5 separate regions of the Mus musculus genome follow, and regions 1, 3, 4 and 5 are each linked to region 2. Evidence: chromatin contacts called from public Hi-C, HiChIP or PLAC-seq and promoter capture Hi-C data. All regions are on one chromosome and are shown on one strand. The core of a region is the stretch at or near the end of the contact, and the rest is flanking DNA. Distances in the headings are between cores, read along the strand shown. Region 1 holds the start of Plut (PDX1 associated lncRNA, upregulator of transcription). Region 2 holds the start of Gtf3a (general transcription factor III A). Region 3 overlaps Plut (PDX1 associated lncRNA, upregulator of transcription). Region 4 has its middle 25 kb from the start of Gm34700. Region 5 has its middle 44 kb from the start of Gm34700.

The links. Promoter capture Hi-C pulls out the DNA fragments that hold promoters and counts their contacts. A called contact is a pair of places that touch in the nucleus more often than the background predicts. HiChIP or PLAC-seq counts read pairs in DNA pulled down with a chosen protein or histone mark. Capture Hi-C pulls out chosen DNA fragments and counts their contacts.
Region 1: a contact with region 2 is called in a promoter capture Hi-C map of pancreatic islet. The contact joins the promoter of Plut here to the promoter of Gtf3a in region 2. A contact is called at or near these places in 17 of 39 promoter capture datasets (3T3-L1-derived adipocytes, the C10 cell line, the HPC-7 cell line and 11 more), 3 of 484 Hi-C or Micro-C datasets (bone marrow-derived macrophages, embryonic stem cells and nephron progenitors), 16 of 115 datasets of contacts at active chromatin or transcription factors (T-cell acute lymphoblastic leukemia, acute myeloid leukemia, craniofacial prominence and 11 more) and 3 of 9 other capture datasets (adipose tissue, embryonic stem cells and pancreatic islet).
Region 3: a contact with region 2 is called in an HNF4G HiChIP or PLAC-seq map of pancreatic cancer cells. The contact joins the enhancer-like site here to the promoter of Gtf3a in region 2. A contact is called at or near these places in 15 of 39 promoter capture datasets (the 3T3-L1 cell line, the C10 cell line, HPC-7-derived erythroid cells and 12 more), 1 of 15 datasets of contacts at CTCF or cohesin (large pre-B cells), 22 of 484 Hi-C or Micro-C datasets (B cells, the C3H10T1/2 cell line, the HPC-7 cell line and 16 more), 27 of 115 datasets of contacts at active chromatin or transcription factors (the 230-238 cell line, the SCID.adh cell line, T-cell acute lymphoblastic leukemia and 21 more) and 3 of 9 other capture datasets (adipose tissue, liver and pancreatic islet).
Region 4: a Hi-C map of B cells shows a contact between it and region 2, with 32 read pairs. The contact joins the enhancer-like site here to the promoter of Gtf3a in region 2. A contact is called at or near these places in 15 of 39 promoter capture datasets (the 3T3-L1 cell line, 3T3-L1-derived adipocytes, the C10 cell line and 10 more), 2 of 15 datasets of contacts at CTCF or cohesin (embryonic stem cells and pro-B cells), 7 of 484 Hi-C or Micro-C datasets (B cells, the HPC-7 cell line, the N1E-115 cell line and 3 more), 17 of 115 datasets of contacts at active chromatin or transcription factors (the 230-238 cell line, acute myeloid leukemia, bone marrow-derived dendritic cells and 11 more) and 5 of 9 other capture datasets (adipose tissue, embryonic stem cells, liver and 2 more).
Region 5: a promoter capture Hi-C map of pre-B cells shows a contact between it and region 2, with 4 times the contacts expected there. The contact joins the enhancer-like site here to the promoter of Gtf3a in region 2. A contact is called at or near these places in 4 of 39 promoter capture datasets (the 3T3-L1 cell line, the C10 cell line, hematopoietic stem and progenitor cells and 1 more), 1 of 484 Hi-C or Micro-C datasets (B cells) and 1 of 115 datasets of contacts at active chromatin or transcription factors (the 230-238 cell line).

The regions. Positions count from the first base shown.
Region 1 is chr5:147,268,156-147,272,964 of GRCm38.p6, forward strand. It overlaps Plut (PDX1 associated lncRNA, upregulator of transcription), which reads right to left and starts at 3,366. Exons shown (of 6, transcript NR_038157.1): 1 at 3,065-3,366. It overlaps Pdx1 (pancreatic and duodenal homeobox 1), which reads left to right and starts at 1,942. Exons shown (of 2, transcript NM_008814.4): 1 at 1,942-2,492. The coding sequence starts at 2,084.
Region 2 is chr5:146,946,257-146,951,236 of GRCm38.p6, forward strand. Gtf3a (general transcription factor III A) reads left to right here and starts at 2,401. Exons shown (of 9, transcript NM_025652.3): 1 at 2,401-2,719; 2 at 4,277-4,377; 3 at 4,931-4,980. The coding sequence starts at 2,525.
Region 3 is chr5:147,245,435-147,249,889 of GRCm38.p6, forward strand. All of the region lies in intron 1 of Plut (PDX1 associated lncRNA, upregulator of transcription), which reads right to left. Among named protein-coding and RNA genes, the nearest start is that of Gm38750, 9.1 kb to the left of the region's middle. Within about 2 kb of position 1,932, at least 7 of the 459 cell types and tissues checked have an H3K27ac peak or open chromatin away from gene starts, as enhancers often do. A contact at or near this core is called in pancreatic cancer cells, where this site is marked.
Region 4 is chr5:146,673,035-146,677,925 of GRCm38.p6, forward strand. No RefSeq gene overlaps it. Among named protein-coding and RNA genes, the nearest start is that of Gm34700, 25 kb to the right of the region's middle. Within about 2 kb of position 3,132, at least 117 of the 459 cell types and tissues checked have an H3K27ac peak or open chromatin away from gene starts, as enhancers often do. A contact at or near this core is called in B cells, the HPC-7 cell line, the N1E-115 cell line and 11 more, where this site is marked.
Region 5 is chr5:146,654,237-146,658,905 of GRCm38.p6, forward strand. No RefSeq gene overlaps it. Among named protein-coding and RNA genes, the nearest start is that of Gm34700, 44 kb to the right of the region's middle. Within about 2 kb of position 1,390, at least 80 of the 459 cell types and tissues checked have an H3K27ac peak or open chromatin away from gene starts, as enhancers often do. A contact at or near this core is called in the 230-238 cell line, B cells and pre-B cells, where this site is marked.

The DNA.
Region 1 (4,809 bases), core at 2,116-4,615, 320 kb after region 2:
GTGTGGGTTAGGCAGGCTGCTCAGGGGTGGGGCTCGAGGGAACAGCAGGGGGTCTATCCCTAAGGGGGTGACCAGGTGAAGGAAGGTCCCTATCTTTGTCCCAAGTCTCGCTCATAACCGTGTCACCAAGTCAACCCGTGGCCACTAGGTAGATTATCTGTGAGGGTCAACACCTTGCCGCTGATCCACCCCCACCCTCGGGCCCTTTTCTTCCGATCGATATGGCCACTCGCGGCCGAGGAGATAGCATCGAGTCCCTGGCGGCCACCCTGAACAATGGACTCATTGAGGCAGGCCTGTAGAGATTAGGTGCACGGGTGCCCCGGCCTTTCACTCCCAGGCCCCTTGACGGGCACAGGTGGCTCTTTTCCCTGAAGAAATCAGAGACACTCTCCCCTCTGACCAGAGTTCCCTCGGTGATCCCAAGAGGGAAAGTATTTTCAGAGTTCAAAACTCCTAATATTTTTTTTTGCGTTTAATAGTTGATGTTCAGAATAGCTCGTTCCATCTGAATGCATTTAAAACACATTTTCTACTAGGAGAAAAATTATTAAAACTTTGCAAAAGTGTATATCTGAGTGTATAGTTTGGTGGAGAGGGAGTTGGGCTATACAGATTTCTTTCCTCTTGGTTGCTACCGAACACCTTCATTTACAGAGGCCCTCTGCAAGGCGCAAAGAGGTCCAAATTCTCCAAAAATCTTCCAGTGTCCTTGGAGGACCAGGTCAGAGGCAGAGCAAGCAACTTATGAGTCAGCAGCCTGGGTCATATCAACTCCAGACAAGAAACACGGTGATCACTGGCAGTTAGTCTATCCTTGCCAGCGCTGTGCACACCCACATTAAAGTAACTGACTTAAAGGCTGCGCCCCCCTCACCCCCAGTATCCAGAGTATCTGACAGATGGAGGCCAGGCACAGACATCCTCAATATGCAGCATTTTAATCGCGATTTCTGCGCACCCCACAGCCTTGCCCAGCTGCCTGCCCTGTTTCAACAACATGAAAAATGGGTTTTCTGTGCGGGGGGGGGGGGACGGGACGACTAGAGACTAGAAATTCCACTAAAGACGCCAGGATGGTCACAGATCTGAAAACCCGGTGCCAACCCCTTGCCCAACTGCTCAACCACAAAGGCAACACTTCTCTGTGCCTTCCGCACATTTGGGAGTGTGTTCTGAGTTAATCAAATAAGTTCCAATCCCCAAAATTAAATCTAATAACTTCAACTTAAGAAAAAACATAAGCCACTGTGATTCCCCCCCCCCCAGACCTAACAGTCAGAAGGCTAGAAGTATAGGGAACGCAGATACAGATAAAAATAAAACGAAATAAAGGGATAGTTTGAGCAATAAAACAAAAAACGACAGCTTCAGGCTTACAGCGCTGAGTTCTGCAAGCATTTCTCAAAAACTGTATTTTTCAACAGTTGCACCCTAACGTTTTGCAAGTCATATTATTGAGCTGATATTTACATACATTATACAAAAATACAAGAAAATTAAAAGTTAGACGCTGTGCCTTACACCTGCAACCCCAGAACTGGGGAGGAAAAGGAGTTTGAAGCCAGCCTGGACTACATCTTGAGTTGCAGGCCAGCCAGGCTACAAAATTAGACCTCCACCCCCTGTCTTAAAACAAAACCAAAAACAAACAAAAAACATAGCGAGGGGGAAGAGGAGATGTAGACTTTTTTTTTAAGCTCATTGGGAGCGGTTTTGTAAAGAGTAAAGGTTCTGGTATTTTTGTGCGCCCCGTTTTGGAGAGCTCCACAGCAGCAAGCAGGGATCAGGCGACTGAGAGAGAAAATTGAAACAAGTGCAGGTGTTCGCGGGCACCTAAGCCTCCTTCTTAAGGCAGTCCTCCAGGCCAATGATGGCTCCAGGGTAAACCACGTGGGGTGCCCCAGAGCCTATGGCACGGCGGCCGGCTTGTCCCCAGCCAGCCTCTGGTTCCCCAGGAGAGCAGTGGAGAACTGTCAAAGCGATCTGGGGTGGCGTAGAGAGTCCGCGAGCCACCCAGCGCCTAAGGCCTGGCTTGTAGCTCCGACCCGGGGCTGCTGGCCCCCAAGTGCCGGCTGCCACCATGAACAGTGAGGAGCAGTACTACGCGGCCACACAGCTCTACAAGGACCCGTGCGCATTCCAGAGGGGCCCGGTGCCAGAGTTCAGCGCTAACCCCCCTGCGTGCCTGTACATGGGCCGCCAGCCCCCACCTCCGCCGCCACCCCAGTTTACAAGCTCGCTGGGATCACTGGAGCAGGGAAGTCCTCCGGACATCTCCCCATACGAAGTGCCCCCGCTCGCCTCCGACGACCCGGCTGGCGCTCACCTCCACCACCACCTTCCAGCTCAGCTCGGGCTCGCCCATCCACCTCCCGGACCTTTCCCGAATGGAACCGAGCCTGGGGGCCTGGAAGAGCCCAACCGCGTCCAGCTCCCTTTCCCGTGGATGAAATCCACCAAAGCTCACGCGTGGAAAGGCCAGTGGGCAGGTAAGCCTGGCTCTTTCTCCCTTTCTCTTTCCCTAGTCTGGACTTGGCTGCTACTGCCTTCAAGAACTCCCCCGGGCCTTTTCTCACAAGTTCCTCTGAAACCCGCAAGGATAATGCAGGCTTAGAATAAAGTCTATGCAAGCCAGTAAGTCCACTCATGTTGGCAGCTTGTTCTCCATTCAACACTCTTCCCTCCTTGCGCTTGTCCTGAGCCTTTCTTACCCTGGGAGCCAACTCCCACGCTGGAGAAAGAAGAGGCCTAGCCAGGCTCAGAACTCCCGAACTCTCTGGATCTTTCTGCAGAGAGGAACCTGGACTCCCGGACCCCAAGGGCCCCAAGCAAGTTATGCAAGATGTCTCTGATGATGGAGTCCCTTGGAAACCCTAGGCCCCTTCACTTCCCGGCTCTATCCTAGTGGCCTTATTAGAGAAACGGGGCCTCCTAGGGGCAGTAGGAGTAGGAGAAACACAGGAAGAAGGGAAAGGAAAATTGCGTCCATCCAGGTAGGCCCTGGAGTAGGATGAGGGGTGGGGGTGAACAGGGAGAGGCTGTACCAACGCGAGGTGCTCACCGGGAGGGTTGAAAGGCAGGTGGTTCACTCTCTCGGAGTCTGGCAGTTGGCAGAGGTCTCTGGGGTGCCAATTCTTTTTGAACCAACCCAACGTGTTTGAAGGGTCCTCTCTGGAGCCGCGTCCCAGGAAGCAAATATGCAGAAGAAGGGGCCTCCTCCCTGCTGTCCGGCTCAAAGAAGCAAGACACCCTGGCTTTCCTTAGCCCTAGGCGCCTGCTTTGTGATAAAGTCCTTCCTTCCAGCAGAGGCGAAGCGGAGCAAGCCCTAGGTCCCTTCCCGCCGGATGCTGGCAGCCAATTCGTGTGGGGGCCTGTGCCCGCCGCTCCACAATGTTATCTCTTCCGGTCTACAGCCACTTCTGGTCACACCTGGACTGCAAATAGCTGCTCTTTCTTTTGCTTTCCGACTGACTGTCGGGAGCAGGAGCGAAGGGTTAAGACGCTGGAGTTGCCATCCCCTGAGAATTCTCAACGTTGTCCTCCGGTCCTAAGGCGCCTGGTCTGACACTATCCCAGGAGCAGCCAAGCAAAGCTCCGAGAGAGTATGGGGGTAACGAGGTTCACCAAGGATTCAAGGGTGGAAAAAGAAGGGGGAAGGCTCCTTTAGCTAGTTCATTTTCTCACCGAGGAAAAAAACAAAAAAAAAAAAAAAAAAACAAAACAAAAAAAAAAAACAAAACAAAACAAAAAACCCTGACTTAAAACAGGCCCAAACTCTTGCTGGGGAGATCCTCCACCTCTGAGCAATTCCAAGCAGCTGGAGCAGGTAGGCCGCAGCAGAGGCCTCTCAAGGCCAAGACCAAAGGGCGCTGAGACCTGGCCATTGGGCTGCCCAAAGACAGACCCTCCACCTAAAGGGGGTTCCTTGCCAAGGAACCACGAAGCAGAGCCCCGGAGATTGATTCTTTCTGGCTATCCACTCCTGCTCTGGGCTAGGGTAGGAACAAGCCAGGGAGTTAAATCTGAGCAGAGGAAGCAGAAAGCCTTTCCTATGTTTGGTGAACACTTTGGAGACCCCTCCTGACTGTGAGATCTGGGTACCAGGATCCTTTGCGGATCCTTTCTGACCATCAGCAAGCAGGACTCGAGGCAGACTACCCCTCTCTTCTCCCTGTAGAAACCTGCAAAGAGCTCCAGCCGGCCCCACTTCAGAAGGACTGCAAGGTTTAGCGAACCCACCTGCGTGTGCTTCGTCGGTTCACAACCCCTGGAAAGGGCTTAATGGCTGAAGGGCTTATAGTAGGACTATGAATGCTAATGGCAATAACCGCTTATAAATAATTGGACTTAAAAGAACTTCATAATCCCTACTGGTGAGTTCTACTGAGCCCCAGAAAAGTCAGATCGAGCACTCTGAACATCTCACCAGCAGATTCTAACTTTAATTCCCACCCGTGGCTTCCTCTAGCTGAGCACAGGTTCCCTATAGTCTTTCATTAGGGCTTGGCAAAGTAGGCAGCTGAGGGCAGTAGTTGGAAGAATCTGCCAGTTGTTGGCATTTAAGATGTCTCTTTAAGGTTAGGTATCTTTCCTTTCCTACACCAGGAAAGGCCTGTGTGGTTTGGGGACACAGGTTTGTGTTCCTGAGGACACAAACTGCTTTCCAAAGAGTGGTCTGGGGACTTCACTTCAGCTTCTAGTGCCTCCCCAGTACCTGGGGGAAGACCCGGGGAGCAGATTCCATCCTGAAGATTAATCCCTTGCCCTCAACACACTCATTCACCTTTCAGCTCTTTGGAAACTGTC
Region 2 (4,980 bases), core at 1,151-3,650:
GCAAGGAGGAACCTTCCTCAGAAAGATGGAAATGCCATGCGAGCTACTTTACACAGGGCTAAGTAATTAAAACACAGTAGCTCACACAAGGTCATCATTTCATACAATTCTTACAACTGTGGGCCACAGACATTATAATTGTTATTTGCAGAAAACATGGATTTCAGAGAAATTAATTAGTTAACTCTGGTCAATTCAGAAATAGGGTGCAGAGTCAGGTCGCAGAAGCCCACGCCTCTGACTTACACCGGGGCAGCTGAGTCACCATTACACCTAAGCATTTCTACGCCCTCTCCTTTCCAGTTGTCTGGTTACCCCCTCAAGACCAGACACCTGACTTTGTTGATGACAATGGCCTCTTAGTGTGCATTTAGTATTTCAGAACTTTCTTTCCCATCCACTATATGGCCACTTCTTCTTTAGTATCATATTTATCCTCTCAAGCGTTGGATTAAAAAAAAAAACGATCTCTATGATTCTTTCTAATCATAGACAATGCTAGAGCGGGAAGGAGCAGCTTCTGGAAGGGACGTCTTCCTCAGTTGTGGGCTGTGGTGTGGTGAGGGCTAAGGGTTCTCAACGTGCCACCCGGTGACACGTCAGCCGGATGGGAAGGTCTTGATGGAATAAACAGAGACAGGATGCAATCTGGAATTGTTTGTGGGAAGAATAACCCCGAGTAGCAGAATGCTCTTCATGAAGTTGAGGATGAAGTGAAGTCTCCTTGAATAGCCCTGTTCTGATGGGATCATAGCTCTCACCCACCCTGCAAACCATGTTGGGTTCAGCATTCAGGAGTGAAAAAGATCTCCAGCCACTTTGGATGAAGGCTAATAAATGAACTTCACTAGCTGGAATAGAGATGCAACAGTTCTAGCTATGGCTTATGTTTATTTGTTTTGTTTGTTTTATTTTTTTTGAGATAGGGGTTCTCTGTGTAGCCTTGGATGTCCTGGAACTCACTCTGTAAGAGCAAGCTGGCTTTGAATTCAGAGATCCACCTGTTTCTGCCTCCTGTGTGGGGTTAAAGCCATGCACTACCACTACTGGGCTAGTTCTGTCCATGTTCATGACTCACAATCTGCCCCCCTCCCCCAAACACACTCCCCATTCCCGAAACTGGTATGTTAGGGTCTGGAAAGAACCTGAATCCTGGCTGGGTCCCATATTGTCTAACCAGGGTTATCAAGCAGGAGGAGAAAAAGAAGATGAAGAAGTCCAGGCTGCTTGACTGAGACCAAAATCCTTGGAAAACAATGGTCACAGGGGTGGGATCTCAGAATCTTCTAGAAGCTCATCTTCAGGGAAAAGGAGAGACAGAAGACTGGAGCTGAAAGAAGAGTGTCCGCTGATGGGGTAGAGCAGACAAGAGAGTGAGAAAGGGGAAGAGGGACTGGAAGGAAGGAAGAGCCGGCCAGCAATCTGCACATGCGCATGGGGCATGACTACAAGGAGCAGAGGGGGCCGTGAGCATGAGATCCCAACAGGGCCGCACAGAGAATGACCTGTCAACAGTGTTGAGACCGCCCTCCATTCAATCCTTTTTCTTGTAGATTAGTTTGACTGGAATAAAGTACATTTTAACCTTCTTCAGTAAAGATATTCATTAAAAAAAAAAAAAAAAAAAAAAAAAAGCTGGGTGTGGTGGCGCACGCCTTTAATCCCAGCACTCGGGAGGCAGAGGCAGGCGGATTTCTGAGTTCGAGGCCAGCCTGGTCTACAAAGTGAAGTCCAGGTCAGCCAGGGCTATACAGAGAAACCCTGTCTCGAAAAACCAAAACCAAACAAACAAACAAACAAACAAACAAGCTTTAAGATTTCCCATGGTTGTCGTCATCCAACTAGCAGAAAGATCGGTTCTGCCCTTCATTGATGCACTACACTTTGCCAGGGAGGATTCGAATAGGGTATTTTCCAGTCTCTGCCATTACGGAGATTAAATCAAGATAAGGGAAAGAGGAAATCCCACAACTGAAAACAGCGTCAAACACTAGAGGACTCAGTGATACAAAAGGAAAGTTGACAAAACACCAGCACAATTGCTGTCAGAAATTAAGGTTTAATTGGTCCTGGTTAAGTTCTGGGCTTCGGAATTTTGAAAAAAAATTCCACGTGACTCGAAGGAGCAGACAAGCTTGGGATTCACCATGTCCTGAGGCTAGTGGCAGGATGCAGAGGGCAAAACTGGAATGTGAAAAACAGGCCACCTTAAGTCATGTCAGGTTGATATTTGGGACGTTTAAGCAGCGCTTCCGTTTCCCTAAGCCGCGAAACCAGAGCCCAGAGCCTGGCTGCCTCTCGCCGTGGACGAGTCCTGGATGCGCATGTGCAACCGGGCTCTACGGCCTCTGGGAGCATGCGCAGTCGTGGCGCGCGTGGGGGGGGGGCTAAGGGGCGGGGCCTGGAGCCTTAGCGGGCCGCGTTCCCGGAAGTTCAAAGTCTCCGGGCGCCAGTGGCTTGCGTCCCGCGTTCCCGGGGACGGCACGTGGCTGCCCCGCGTCAGCCCGGGCCCGATCGTGTCGCCCTGGAGCCGCGGGTGTCAGTCGCGGAAGCGGTGTCGTCGCTGACCATCGCGGATGCGTTCGTCGGGGCCTGTGAGGGCCCCGCGCCGCCGCGCCCCGCGCTGCCCAGCAGGTTCATCTGCTCCTTTCCCGACTGCAGCGCCAGTTACAACAAAGCCTGGAAGCTAGACGCGCACCTATGCAAACACACGGGGGAGGTAACCTGGCCGCCCGTGTGCACGGCAGGGCCTGGCGCAGGGGCTGCGTCCTGGGCTTGGCTGGGGCAGGGCAGGGCAGGGCAGGGCAGGGCAGGGCAGGGCAGGGCAGGGCAGGCGCTCTGCAAAGACCGAATTCTAGGATGTCAGGATTTCCTGCAAGCAACAAGTGTGCACCCTTTTAATTGCAGGCGGGCTTTGGTCGGGTACTAAGGCTGTGGGTAAAGGTGGTCAGGAAAAGCCTTCCTGCTTGGCCCTTTACCCTGGTTCTTATATTTGGTTGTACCCTGGTCTATCTCTTGACAGACTTACCAACCCACTGTTGTCCCTCATAACATACTTTGTAACTTTATCCCTGTTTCTCTTTGACCATTCTGTTCCCACATTTTGGCCTTTCTTTGTCCCTGTGTCCGAGGCAGAGCTTGCTTTCTAGTGGACACTTAAAAGTTGTGGTTCATCACCATCATCATTATTATCATTGTTTTTTTGAGACGGGGTTTCTCTGTGTAACTCACTCTGAACTCACTCTGTAGACCTGACTGGCCTCGAACTCAAAGATCCACTTGCCTCTGCCTCCAGAGTGCTAGTATTAAAGGTGTGCACCACCACACGTGGCTTTGAAGTTGTGTTTATTGTTCCAAACTCGACAATAATTTGATTAGTACGGGTCCTGCCCTGGGACTGGATCTGAACAAGGTTCTTTGACGCCGTGCTGAGCAGTGTGGCTCACTTGTGTCTTCCTGTCCACTGGCTGTGATTGAAGGCTTGATGCCACCTTTCCTGTATTTCAGATTATTTCCATAGTTGGGAAACACAGAACTGGATGTTAGGATATGATATAGCTTTACTGTGGATTCATGACAGCATCCCCTTCCCCACCTCCAGGGTCCCACTTGGAGATTGTGTTTGGGGCTGGGAGCTGTTTCCTTCGGTTGCCTTTGCACCTGTGAGCTTTTTCAGCTGTTGTGACACATTTAACTGTCTCTGTGCCTGCTATCTCTTAGTATGGACACAGGTCACCTGCGATGAGATGCAACCTTTCCTCTGCCTCTTTGCTGTAAAATGATGCTGTAGCAGAGATCTGGGCAGACAGGCTATCTGGGTTCAAAGCCACCTTGAAAAGGGGTTTGCTGGGGAAGCCTGCACCCCATAGGAGCAGGCTAACCTGCCTATCAGATGCTGGACATCCATAGAACAATAGCCTGTGTGCCACGGTGACTTGTGGGACGATGGGGTGTTTTTGATGTGGAACTTGGTTCTACAGTGCCTGTGTTTGGCAGGCACCTTTCTGAATGGACACGTCTCTGGAGGGAAATCTGAGGTGTTGCCTGCCACAAGTCAGACTTTTAACAGCACAGAGCTGAGGAGATGGCTCAGTGAGAGGGGTACTTGCAGCCCGACCTAGGGACCTCACAGGGTAGAAGGAAAGAAGTCACTCTGGGAAGATGTCCTCTGACCTCCACGTGTATGCCGTGGTGCAAACATGCCCCCCTTCCCCAACAGAAATCATTTTTTTTTTAATGTAAAAACTTTCTTTTCTCCCCCCTTCCTTTCTGCTAGAGGCCATTTGTTTGCGACTATGAGGGCTGTGGCAAGGCCTTCATCAGAGACTACCATCTGAGCCGGCATGTCCTGATTCACACCGGGGAAAAGCCGTTTGTGTGAGTAGGGGGTTGGCCAGGCCAGGCCAGGCCACTGGAGTAGGTTATGGTTGGCACGTAGGCCTGGCAGGGTGACTGGTGATTTTTAGGATGAAGAATAGAGGGCTGGCAGGTGAAATGGCTTAGCGGGTAAAAGTGCTTGCCACCACACTTGACAACCTGAGTCTGACCCTCAGAAATGTTGTCTGTGGCTCAGACTGGCTTCCTTTCCTGTCACACGTGGGCGAGCAGGTGACTTTATGACAGTGGTAGCTTTGTGCTCAGATGATATACAGTCCATGTCCCTTGACTGTGTCACGGAATGGCCTCTGCTGCTTTCTTTTTTATCTTCCCCTGTATGCTTGGTACTTGTGGAGACCAGAAGAGGGCATCTGAGTCCCTGGAATTAGAGTTAAAGATGGTGACAGGGCACCATGAAGGTGCCAGGAACTCAGCCTGGGTCCTTTCCAAGAGCAGCCAGTGCTGTTAACCATTGAACCATCTCTCCAGCCCCCTAAAGTGTCTCCCGCTGTGGTGTTATGTTTTGGTTCATACAATCTCTAATCTCTTGTAGTTGTGCAGATGATGGCTGTAATCAGAAATTCAACACAAAATCAAACTTGA
Region 3 (4,455 bases), core at 682-3,181, 300 kb after region 2:
GATGTTCAAGGCACCCAAAATTCTCTTAACAACTTCGATAAGTTATTACCAACATGTGGGAAGGATGGGACAAAATGGCGGTGGCGTGGAGATCCAAAGTGTAGCCGTCCCTGTTCATAACTCCCAGGTACTCAGCTCTTTGGCTGGAATCTCCTGAGTCTCGCTGTGTGAGACTGGTTGACCTGGATTTCATGACACGGACATCAGAAGCCTCTTAAACTGGTCAAGAGCAAGACAAAGTAGAAACTGAGCCAGGTATGATAGTGGACACCTTTAATCCCAGTGCTTAGGAGGTAGAAGTAGACGTGGTGTGTTGAGTTCCAGACCAGCCAGGGCTACACAGTGAGACCCTATCTCAAACAAACAAAAACAAACAAACACACAAACATGCAAAAAGAAAGAGCAGAGACATTGGGAATGCTCACCCATAACCATCAGTAACGTGGCTTTGTACTGTGAGTCTTTGGAATCCTAACTATGAGGCTTCAGTTGAAATACAAAATTGTGGGTGTTGCAGGGGTGGCTCAATGGTTAAGAGGACTGGCACTCTTCCAGAGGACCCAGGTTCAATTCCCAGTACCCACATGGCGGCTCACACCTGCCTGTAATGCTAGTTCCAGCACATGTGACACTCTCACACGGACATCCATGCATGCAAGACACCAAGGCACATAAAATAAAAATAAATTATTAAAAAAAAAGAAATACAAAATTTGATATGCTATTTCTCATTGGCCTGAGGATAGTCAACACATATAAATGAAATTTTCCCCAACAGTTGATTGGTGAGACAAATTCATACACCTTTGAGATGTCTAGGGGGTTTATGTTTTGATATTGAGGCCAGTTTGTTTAACTTTCTAACCTGTCTACCTGTGTGGGTTCTGGATTCCCAGGGCTCATGGGGCCACCAGGGCCAGGGTGACAGATAAACATTGCATGTGATTCCCAGGTGCTCCTCTGGAGCCAGGCATCAGGTAACCATGGCAATGCCTGTCTGCTCCATAGACAGAAAGTTAGCTCTTGGCAGGATGATCTATACAGCTCGCGTTCTTCTCCACCTCCTACCTGAAGACTTGACTCAACTGGAGTCTAGAAAGCGCTAGGTGAACTGTTTGTGTAATACCAGAGAACGAGAGGAGGTGGCTCTATGTTTTGCTTCTGAGTTGAAAGAAAATTTTCCTTACAGTGCAGTGGCGGCACACACCTTTAATCCCAGCACTTGGGAGGCAGAGGCAGGCGGATTTCTGAGTTCGAGGCCAGCCATGTCTACAGAATGAGTTCCAGGGCAGTCAGGGCTATACAGAGAAACCCTGTCTCAAAAAACCAAACAAACAAAAACAAAAAAACAAAAACCAACCCAACAAACAAAAACAAGACAACAAATATTTTCCAGCCCTTCAGAAGTCTCTGGACTTTTCCCCTTCCTCCTCCTCCTCTTCTTCCTCCTCCTCTTCAACCTCTCCTTCTTTTTCCTCTTCTTTTCCTCAAATCCAGAGTATAATTTATCCAGTTATGTAGAGCCAATGATTTTGGTTTTAAAACTGGATCTTGCTATGAAGCCCACACTGGCGTCAAACCTGTGGTCCTTCTGCCTCAGCCCCCTAAGGTCTGATATTGCACCACCACACTGGGTGTCAGCAATTCTTTCCATAGTCATAACTTGAAATCTGTCCTTGAGAAATAGCTGTCACCAAAACACCATAAAACCATATCAAAGTCTAGATACCTAAATATGGAAAATCCTTAGCTTTGTAGGTAAGAAAACTATGTGACTTTCAAAACATTAAAGTCTGAGTAGTTAATTTAGAAATATTTGCATATACAGGAAAAAGTGTTTAGATTTGACCTTAGTGCAAAGAAGACATCATAGCTACCTAGATGACTAAATTCCCTAGGTGTTCCTGGAAAGTCCAAAGCCTGTGTAATTAATGAATTAGTCATCTGCTATGTACACAGGGATTAAGTGTTACATGAACTAGTTTCTAAATAGCTCCCAGGAAGAGAGAATTCTTGATATCTAAGAAATCACACTTGGGAATGAATACCCAAGATACAATTCACAGACCACAAGAAGAAGGAAGACCACAGTGTGGATACTTCAGTCCTTAGAAGGGGGATCAAAATATCCATGGGAGGAGACACAGAGACAAAGTGTGGAGCAGAAACTAAGGAAAGGCCATCCAGTAACTGTCCCACCTGGGGATCCATCCCATATACAGCCACCAAACCCAGACACTATTGTGGATGCCAACAAATGCTTGCTGACAGGAGCCTGATATAGCCCTCTCCTGAGGGACTCTGCCAGTACCTGACAAATACAGAAGTGGATGCTCACAGTCATCCATTGGCCGGAGCACAGGGTCCCCAATGAAGGAGCTAGAGAAAGTACCCAAGGAGCTGAAGGGGTTTGCAGCCCCATAGGAGAAACAACAATATGAACTAACCAGTACCCCTAGAGCTCCCAGGGACTAAATCACCAACCAAAGAGTACACAAGGAAGAACTCATGGCTCCAGCTGCATATATAGTAGAGGATGGCCTTATGGGACATCAATGAGAGGAGAGGCCCTTGGTCTTGTGAAGGCTCAATGTCCCAGTGTAGGGGAATCCCAGGACAGGGGAGTGGGTGGGCCAATGAGCAGGGAGCAGGTGGAGGGGGGACGGAATAGGGGGGTTTTCAGAGGGGAAATGAGGAAAGGGGATAAAATTTGAAATGTAAATAAAATAACTAATAAAAAAAGAAAAGAAGAGAAGAGAAAAAGACAAGACAAGACAAGACACTTGGGCTTGGTAGCCAGAGAGCAATGCCAGTCAATATTTAGGAGCAAGCTTAGACATTAAGACCCATCTATGAAAACATGATGAATTTTGCTTTTTAGTTCTGAAGTTTTGTCTAGTGAAGGACTGAAAAAACTTAGAGAGGAGAATGAGAAACCCTTGGGAAGCTACAAAATAATCCTTTTTAACATTGTGGAATTATTTCTATCTCAATTTCTCCACTGACATTTCTTAAATCTATGTTTGTTTGATTTGGGTTGGGTTTTTGTTGTTGTTGTTTTGTTGTTTTGGTTTCTTTGTTTGCTTCTTTGAGACAGGGTCTCACTATGTAGCCCTGGCTGTCTTGGAATTCACTCTGTAGTTCCAGGGTGGCCTTGAACTCGCAGAGATCCACCATCTCTGCTGGGATCAAAGGTGTGTGCCACCACACCCAACTGTAAATCTAAAGTTTTAACCTCACCCCTTTCTCACATGTTCACCTGACATTATTCCTCATGTTACTAAAAACGCTCTCGGGGGCTGAGAGATGAGTGCTCTTCTAATGAACTCAGGTTTGCTTCCCAGGAGCCACAAGGGCAGCTCAGAGCCATTTAACACCCAGATCCAAGAGATCTTAGGCCTTCTTCCTGCTTCCACACACATCAGGCATACCACGTGGTACATAGATAAATGCAGGCAGTGTTCACATGCATGAAATAAATAACTTCTTAACGAAAATCTTTCTGAACAAAATTTTAGAATAAGAATAAAAATGCTGATTTGAAAGCTACTGGTTAAACCGGGCGTGGTGGTGCACGCCTTTAATCCCAGCACTCCGGAGGCAGAGGCAGGGAGATTTCTGAGTTCAAGGCCGGCCTGGTCTACAAAGTGAGTTCCAGGACAGCCAGGGCTACACAGAGAAACCCTGTCTCGAAAAACCCAAAAAATAAAATTAAATTAAAAAAAAAAATGAAAGCAACCTGTTGTCAAGTTGGTCCACAGACAAGTTGTACCAAGTTATGAAAGAAACAAGTACTTTTACATGACTTCAATAATACTAGATCCTAAAATTCCTTTAAACATTTGTCAAGGCAATATCCAGAGAGTCCAGCTACTGCCAGCCAGGTGCTTTCTCGCAATGTACTCAATAAACTTTTTTTTTTTTTAAGAAAATTAAGTTTAAGAACTAAGGAGCTGGCTCAATGGTTCTAAGAGAAGATCTGCATTTAATTCCCAGCACCCACACCTGTTCCTCCAACTCTGGGTGAATTTAGCATCTTCTTTTGGCTTCTGAAGGAAAATGTACTCCTGTGCACATAACCACACACAGACACACAATTAAAAGCAAATCTTTTTAAAAATAGAGTTAATGATTTCCATTATGCTGAGTGACAATTTATGTTATCACTTTTATTCATTTTTCTATTCAATCTTTTTTTTTTTAAGATTTATTTATTGTATGTAAAGTACACTGTAGCTGTCTTCAGACACTCCAGAAGAGGGTGTCAGATCTCGTTACAGATGGTTGTGAGCCACCATGTGGTTGCTGGGATTTGAACTCCGGACTTTCGGAAGAGCAGTCGGGTACTCTTACCAACTGAGCCATCTCACCAGCCCTTTTCTATTCAATCTTAAAGTTAAGTCTTTGGTTATCATGTTTGCCTCGGTGGTTTTATGCATTTGCAAAAACTCTTTG
Region 4 (4,891 bases), core at 1,882-4,381, 270 kb before region 2:
TGTTGTGGCTGACATTTCTTCTCTAACTCAGACGTCCCACTCAAAGTGTCCTGCCCCCTTTAAGTCCATCCTGAAAGGCTCAGTGACAAACAATGCCAAGAAGATGCAGGGGTTGTGACTACAGTTTGGGGCTGGCCTGTAACTTAGGAGTTCTAAGACTGAGTGCCTTGGGGCATGGGACAAATGGTTAAGATTTTCTGAACCGTAAGATCCTCCTTTGAAGGACTGGTGTGAGCCCTTCCAGCTGGTGGAACCAGGTCCCGTGGACTCTAACCTCAATCTGTGTCCTTTGAAGTCCACAGCTCTCAAGATTTCTGTGAACTACTGAAGGACCTTACTTTTTTCCTTTTTAATATTTGATTTATTTTATTTTTATGTATATGGGTGCTTTGCTTGCCTTATGTCTGCACACTGTGTGTATTCCTGGTGCCGGTGGAGACCAGAAGAGGACCTCAGATCCCTTGGAACTGGAGTTACATGGAGTTATTTGTGAGTCACCTGCAGTAGGTGCTGGGAACCAAACCGGGGTCTTCTGCAAGAGCAGCAAATACTCTTAAGCGCTGAGCCATCTCCCCAGCCCTGGGGGTGTCTGGTTTTTAAAGGTTTCGAACTCTGGTGCCCATTTCATTTACAGTCTTCTGGTCCCGATGACTCCTCTGCATGGGAGGCCATTAGGGAACCTGACATGATCCAGGAAGAAGCACAGAGCAATGAACCTAAGCAGAAGCAAGGGAAGTCAGCCAGAGAAATCATCCAAGGGAAGGGCTTTACGAGAAGAGGAGCCAGGCAGTGGTGGCGCACGCCTTTAATCCCAGCACTTGGGAGGCAGAGGCTGGCAGATTTCTGAGTTTGAGGCCAGCCTGGTCTACAGAATGAGTTCCAGGACAGCCGGGGCTATACAGAGAAACCCTATCTCGATAAGAGAGAGAGAGAGAGAGAGAGAGAGAGAGAGAGAGAGAGAGAGAGAGAGAGAGAGAGAGAGAGACCACTTCAACACTCAGGAGGCAGAGGTAAGCAGATCTCTGAGTTTGAAGCCAGCCTGATTTCCATAGCAATTTCCAAACCAGCCAAGGCTACATAGTAAGACTCTGGAGAAGAAAAATAGAAAGCGGGTAGAGGGAGATTGAATGTTTGTGTGATTGCCCAGCGTGCTAGGGAAGGAAAGAGGCTGTGTAGAGGGACACAGTCACAGAACACTGGCTGTGTAGCTAGTTGCCCTGAGTTCATGACCTCCACAGAATCCAAGCTAGACATATCCAGGTCACCTTGGCCCAGCCGACAGTAACTACTGTGACCTAAAAGATCTCATCTTTTAGAACATTTACACAGGGCTGCAGAGATGGCTCCGTGGTTAAGAGCACTGGTTTCTCCTGCAGAGGACCCAAGTTCAATTCCTGGCACCCACATGACAGCTCACAACCATCTGTAACTCCAGTTCTAGGGGATTCAATGGTCGTTCTGGCCTCTGCAGGCACAAGACATACATATGGTTCCCATACATATGTTCGGGCAAAACAGTCATACATTTAAATTAATTCAAACACCCTCCTCCTGGTGCCCATAATGCATGGTTTACTGACAGCAAACACGAGCCATCACCAAAGACCAGCATGGTGTGGGCCAGAAAGCCCCTCTCTACAGCCCTGCCCGAATTGTCAAGCCCCCCCTTACCCAGATGGCACCAAAACTGAGTTCCGGACGGCGCCAGCCCCGAGTTGAACAACTACCAAGCACTTGAACCAGGACCTTATATGGCGAAAAGCCAGCTCATTCCTGACACATCCAGGGTTCCCCACCTGACTTCTCTGTCCTCGGCGTTGCCCAAGAGCTGCTCCTATATACCTGAGCTTGTTTGCTGGCAATTAGGTCTGATCTGGTCACTTCCCAATGCATCCCCGCCCACACACACTCCCCCAACCTTTTTGGGAGGGGAGAAGGCGACGTGGGGGGATGATGAGAGAGGAAAGGAAGGAAAATTCTGGTTAATAGAAACCTCTTAAAAGTAAGGACAGGGTGAGATGCACACCACGTTTGGATTCTTGGTCCCTGTGGTTGCAGGTGGGGTTGCCATTACCCTCCCACCAGCGCCCTGAGTCTCCCGCCACAACTCCCGTCTGAGCAGGAGTCTCCGAGAGTCAAAGGGAACAGGAACTGTGTGTGTCCTGGACTCTGACAAACTGAGGACATGGTCTGACTGTGGCCTCAAGCAGGAGAGGGCACCCACCCCCACCCTCCACCCCAACCCCCACCCCCACCCCCATCCCCGTTTGAATACAACCCTGACCTTTTCTTCACCTGCCCTTGCAGGATTGGATAGTTAACAAAGCTGCAGTGTTCCATCCCGCCACAGGATGGCAGTATTGTCGCGGGTAACACACGGCCTTAGTCCCACGAAACAGCTTCCGCATTACTGAACCTCAGGAAACACACAGGCTGATAACTTATTATAAAATAACCATGAAGCTGCAAGTTAAAATAAAAATAACTATGATCACATAAAATAAACAACCTTTATTTATTAAACCTCCTTACTAAATATTTGGTGTGCAGGAAAAAAAAAATTCTTTCCAGGGTGAAATTGAAGATTGCATTCTGATGTCTCTAAGCTGTGTTTCAAGGGCCTTTCCCTTGAAGTGGAAGTGCTGCCAGGAGCCATGGCGAGAGGCGGACAGAATAGCATAGCGCTGGGGACAGAGGCCTGAGCTCCACCTACAATTGGACCGTGGCTCCAGAGGCTCTCTCTTGTGTCTGATTTCTGAATCCAAGAATGGCGGTGGGTCCCACTTCACGAGCTGTGAGGAGCCACAGAGCAAACGCCCATCAGGTAGTCAGTGGTGCATAATATGTGCTCAAAAGCAATTAACTTCAGCCATTCTCAACTTGCTGGGACCTCTTGGGGGAATCTTTAAAGTCATCTAGTTCCTTTGCAGTTGGAGGAAGCTCTTACCCATAATTCTCTTTCTACAGTTTCAACCTGCCTGTGGTTGGGTTGAAAACTAAATGGAAAAAAAAAAATCCAGAAATGAGCATTTCACAAGTTCTAAACAGTGCCTCATTCCAAGAAGTGGCACAGTGGCCTTTGTCATTCCGCTCCTCCCAGCCCGGGGTTGGTCATGCTTTTGTGTAGTGTATCCACACGGTACATGCTACCTGTTTTCTAGTTACCTAGGAGCTAACTCAGTTATCCGATTGACTGTCCTTGTACAGAGCATCTCTATCTTGGATAGTGTCCAAGAACCCTGCCGTTTCAGAAATCCTTGGGAGAGTGGGGCTGGGGGGGGGGGGAGCTGGAGAGGGTGGTCCTGGAAGGTATTCCTTGCAAGTAGGTCTCTGGTTCACCTGTGTTCATCATCAAGTCATTCAGAGTAGCCATGTGTCCCCCAGCATGAGGAGACCGCGGCCTCGGCACCCAATGGAATAGTACTCAGACTGAAAAGGAATAAAACCTGGCACATGTGACGGAGTGGCTAAAGCCAGGGGACACTTGGCTACTCTGAATGACTTGATGAAATAAGCCAGACCCGAGAAGAGAATTCCTGTATGATGTTACATACATGAGGTCAGACTTAGAAAGGAAGACTGGGGTGTTGGCTGCCAGGAGCTGGCCGCGGTGGGTGGAGGAAGTTAATGTTTAATGAAATCTGCTCCAGTTTCGGTTCTGCATGATGAAAAGCCGTGGAGGCAGATGGTGGGGGTTGCGCAAGGACTAGAAGGGACTCAATGCCGCCGAACCGCATGCATGATGACGGCCAACGTGGTCCTGTTTTATGGTATCTCAGTTAAAGCAGTATTTTATTATGTTAGAAAGAAGTGGTTTCCTTTCATGGGTCCACATGGTTGAGATCCTGTGGCTCTGGGTAAGACATAGAGTAAAATTTAAATTTAAATAGTGGCTCTTAAAAGGGACCCTCTCATCCCACAGAGTCTGACTCAAACTCAGCAGTGACCTCCTGAGGGTGATTGCAGCAGCTTGACATTCCCAGAGTCCTCTCTAATAGCAGTGACCTTCTACAACCCTGTCACCTACTGCCCTCAGGGGCTGAATGGGTTCAGGCCCCCACTCCACCCCACCCACCCCACCCCACCCCCATTCCTAAGCCCCAGAACCATCCACTGATTTCACCCTTCCCCCAGATTCTTTGTCCTCCTTGGGCCCCCAAAGAAGCTAAGAGGGCTTTGGGGGACTGCATTATACCCTAGAGGGATTTTAACCTTCCTTGGAAAGAATTCAGAGCTGGCAACAGACTCCTGACCCAGAACGCCCCCTTTGCCAGGAGTCGAGTTGACAGCCCAGCTGGCATGCAAATACGGACAGAACGGATGGGGACGCAAGTCCTTCAGTAGCAGAGTGAGAAGTCCATGCGAGACCAGCATTGCATGTCTCATACATGTGATTGCACAGCGGACCGGCATCTACATTCTGTTGTTGTTGGTGGTGGTGGTGGTGTTTTTAAGGATTTATTTAATTTTTTTTATGTATCAGTACACTGTTGCTCTCTACAGAGATGTCACAAGAGGGCATCGGATCCCATTACAGATGGTTGTGAGCCACCATGTGGTTGCTGGGAATTGAACTCAGGACCTCTAGGAGAGCAGTCAGTGCTCTTAACTGCTGAGCCATCTCTCCAGCCAGACATCTACATTCTTAAAACACGCATGGGCAGTAGAGCAAACAACCAAAGAGGAGGTGTTTACAGACTCAGTTGGAACTACTCAAATGAAGGAACTGGTGAGATTGCACAGTGGTTAGAGCGCCAGCTGCAATTCCAAAGGACCCGGGTTCGAGTCCTGGCACCCACACAGCAGCTCACAACTGTCTACAACTCTAGTTCCAGGGGATCTGACGGCCTCGTCTGGTCTCCTCAGATACCAGGCACACAAATAGCTCAGA
Region 5 (4,669 bases), core at 140-2,639, 290 kb before region 2:
TGAGCTCTTCTGCTGCTATCTTTAACATCTCCAACATGGTCAGCAGATATGGGCATGGTCTCATGCACTACCGGGGACTATTTTGCTTAGTAGGCTAAGTTTATTAAATGGCAGGAAACATATCCACCAGCCACAGACATAGTCAACGTTTTACATTTGAGAGGTTTCCCCTTGTGGCTAAGATGCCACAATGTGACCCAATAAGTATATAAAGACTTCAAGAGTCCACAGGACCAGAATGGAGAGATATACATATACACATATACACATACACATACACATACACATACACATACACATACACATACACATACACATACACATACATATACATATACATATGCCCTCAGGGACCACTGTGACCACTCAGATAGAGCCCTGACATAATTTCTTAGGAGCAGTCATCTAAACTCTAGACCTCACTTCCCTTTTTTTTAATTATTTATGTTATGTATATGAGTACACTGTAGCTGTTTTCAGACACACCAGAAGGGAGGGCATCAGATTCCACTACAGATGGTTGTGAGCCACCATGTGGTTGCTGGGAATTGAACTCAGGACCTCTGGAAGAGCAGTCAGTGCTCTTAACCGCTGAGCCATCTCTCCAGCCCACTAGACCCCACTTCTAAAGACGGTTCTTCAGTTTACTCTTCTCAGCACCCAAGTCTCTCTCCAGCCTGGGATTCACTCATACACTAATTATATTCGATATTTTCCCTTTGCTGTGACCAAATGTCTGGCAAAAGACAACTCAGGGGTTCATTGTTGGAGGGGATGCTATCCACCAGGCAGAGAAGGCACAGCAGCACGCAGCTCTGTGGTAGCAGGACAGCTCCTCACATCCCCAAAGTTCAGAAGGCAGAGGGATAAATCCTCAAGGGATACACCCAGGGACCCACTTTCTGAAGTGAGACTCCACCTTCTAAAACTCCCACCACACCAGATAATAGTGCTATTGGGAGACCAGTGCTACCAACTGGGGACCAAGTATCCAAACAGATGAGCCTCTAGGGGCATCTCATATTCAAACCACAGCACCAATGGATAAGGTTGACACTGGCTTTCATTAACCCAGAGTCCAGGGGCCCGTGTACAGCACTTCAGACAGCACCGTGAACCTCCAGCTGCCTCAGCACAAGGTGCACAGCAGGGAATGGCCTTTATAGCTGCGGAGAAGGTTCTAGACAAGAGGAAATGGGTCACAGAACCCAAATCTGGGGATGCGCCAACCCAACCTCCTTCTCTCCCACCCGATCTTGGGTCTCCAAGAACCACTTTCAACCTACCACCTTGCCAGGCTTCCCAGGAAGACATGATTCAGAGCTGCACAAATGGCCCCTGTGGTTTTCAGCTTCAGAAACAGGGCAGGAAGGAAGTGGGGGGTGTGGGGGAAGCAAGCAGCTTCCTCTTCCAGATCTCTGTTTAGTCTCTTCTTCCCCACTGGCCTGAGACACTGAAATAGCACGCTACTGCTTAAGAACCCTGTGTGCCAGCTATCACAGTGCTTGAGAAGGAGGGAGAAACCGTAGTACACGGAACGGTATTGCTAGCAGCCCAGCAAACAGTAGAGAGGGGAGAGAGGAGGCTGAGCCATGAGATTCCTGGAAATCTACACCAGGTTGAGGAGCAAGGGTCCCAGCAGAGCCTCTGTAGTACTGGAAACACATCCACAGGAGGATGGGTTGTTGTGGATTCTGTGTATTGCTTATATTATGTTAACTGGGTTCCCAAATTACACGGGAATTCACACGTCTGCATGTAAGATGCCATGGATCCCTGGCCCTAGTTGGCTCTAGTTGGTAGATAAAGTTGCCGGTGGCCAATGGCTGGGCAGGGAGACAGAGGCGGGACTTTAGATTTTCCAGGCAAGGGAACCCAGGGAAGAAGAGGGGATATTTACAAGCGCCACAGGGAAGCAGGAGGATCAGGCTTGGGAGCTGCAGGAGAGAAAGCACACAGTCATGGAAGAGCCAGGGAAGAGCAGACCCAGGGGACCCTCTCCCGTTTGGGGTAGCAAAGATGGGATATAGTTCTTTAGTAAGTAGTAACTCAGGAGTTTCAGAGGGAAGGCATCAGCAATGTGGAAGTTTGGGAGGGGCCCAGCAGCATTGAGCTTTTTAGGGCATTGTGGCGGTTTGTATACACGTGTCCCAGGGAGTAAGGAAGTGTGACTTTGCTAGAGTAGATGTGTCACTGTGGGTGTGGGCTTTAAGACCCTCACCCTATTTGCCTGGAAGTCAGTATTCAGCTAGCAGCCTTCAGATGAAGATGTTGAACTCTCAGCTCCTCCTGCACCATACCTGCCTGGATGCTGCCATGTTCCTGCCTTGATGATAATGGACTGAACCTCCGAACCTGTAAGCCAGCCCCAATTAAATGTTGTCATTATAAGAGTTGCCTTGTCACAGCAGTAAAACCCTAACTAAGACAGGCATATTAAAAATAAGGCTGTGTGTGTGTGTGTGTGTGTGTGTGTGTGTGTGTGTGCGTGTGTGTGTTTCATTCAAGAATCTACAATATTGAGGTGGTACCGAGAAGCACACACGCAGCCCCCAGCAGGGAGTTAGAGCAGATTAACTATTACTGCTACAGTGAGTAACAGAAAAAAAGCAATCCTGCAAAGCATACCTGGACAAAAAGCACCATATCCGCCCTTTCGAGTGACAACGGCCCCCAAGACACTGGGTTTACCCTGGTTTGTTTTTCTGTTGCTGTGATAGAATATTGATCAAATATGGGGAGGAAAGGGTGTAATTGGCTTACAGGCTACAATTCATCACTGAGGGAGCCAGGAACTGAAGCAGAAGCCACGAAGGATCTCTGTTTACTGGCCTGTTTGCTTTGTCTTGTTCAGCCTGCTTCTTGTCTAATCCAGGACCACCTGCGCAGGAGTTAGGCCCACAGTAGGCTAGTCCCTTACTGTCTTAGTTAGGATTTCCATTGCTAAGAATAAACACCATGACCAAGAGAACTCTTATAAGGACAGCATTTAATTGGGGCTGGCTTACAGGTTCAGAGGTTCAGTCCATTACGCATGGCAGCAACCAGGCAGGCATAGTGCAGGAGGAGCTGAGAGTTCTACATCTTGTTCTGAAAGCAAACATGAGAAGGCTGGCTTCCAGGCAGTCTTCTAAGAAGAGAGTCTCAAAGCCAACCCCCAAAATGACACAATTCCTCCAATAAGGCCACACCTACTCCAACAAGACCACACCCCCTAATAGTGCTATTCCCTGGGGCAAACATATTCAAACTACCACACTAGCCAATAAGTTAGCAATAAATAAAATACCATAGACACGGCTGCAGGCCAAATTGCAGTGGCTGAAGGCTCAATTGGTGAGGTGCTTGCATGAAGATCCTGAGGACTCCCTGGTAGCAGCAGTTTTAGGCTAAATAATAAGTTCCAGGATAATTAAAGACCCTGTCTCAAATAAGATTGATAGTACTTCTAAGGATGACACGCAAGATTGTCCTCAACCTCCACGTGCATGTGCACACAGGTGCACACACATGCACACGCACCTGTACACACATGTGCATGCACATATACATAAGGAAAATTAACATCCTTTTCTAAGACAATCAAGTTTGAGGTCTAAAAATGTACCATCTCAGAGGGGGTCTAGCATCAGACTTTACCTGACAGGTTTCTCCAATAGGATGGTAACCATCACGGTTTGAGTGGGAAATGTCCTCTCAGGTTCCTGGCATTTGAACACTTGGTTCCAAGTTGATGGTGCTGCTTCGGGAGGTTTAGGTGGGGCAGCCTTCCTGGAGGAAACACATCACTGAGGAGTGGGGTTTTGAGATGGAAAGGCCATATTCCTTCTAGTTCTCACCCTCGCTCTCAGCTTCCTGTTCCCATCACCATGCCAGCCATATGCCACCCTAATTCCCCACCATGATAGATTCCTATCCCTCTGGAACGTAAGCCAAGATAAAGTCTTTCTGCCATGATTTGACTGGTCATGATGGTTTATCACAGCAACAGAAAAGCAACCACAGGGGAGAAACTGATCCCATAAGATCTCTGCTGTTCTCATTTTCTCTGGGAAGCAGGGGCTCTCTGCAGCGCAGCACTCCCAGGAGAGGACAGTCAAGTTCCTAGAACCTGCCATGGAATTCCCAACAGCAACGATGATTTAGACCTTTCCACTCATACACCACTGGTAACCTCGGCCTGGAACACCCTCTCCCCCTGAGATTAATCTGTCAGGGAGACTTAAATCCCAGGTGGAAGACCTATGTCCCCTCAGGCCTGACAATTTGGAAAGGTGGCCTTTGTATGTGAGTTGGTCACAAGGGTGGAGTTCTGAAAGATAGGATTGCTGGCCTTTTAAAAGAGCCCCAAGAAGGCCCTAAGAGCACCGACTGCTCTTGCAGAGGACCTGGGTTTAATTTCCTGCACCCACATGGTGACTCGCAAGCATCTGTAACCCCAGTTCCAGGAGATCTGATGCCCTCTTCTGGCCTGAAAACTCCAGGCATACTCATGATGCACATATGCACATATAGGCAAAACACTCATACACTTAAAATAAATAAATCTTTAAAAGATTAGAAAAGACTGAAGACATTAAAACCGTGATAGTTACCATCCTATTGGAGATACTGGTCAGGTAAAGTTTGGTGCTAGACCCCCTCAGAAATGGTAGGCGTCACGTTTTTA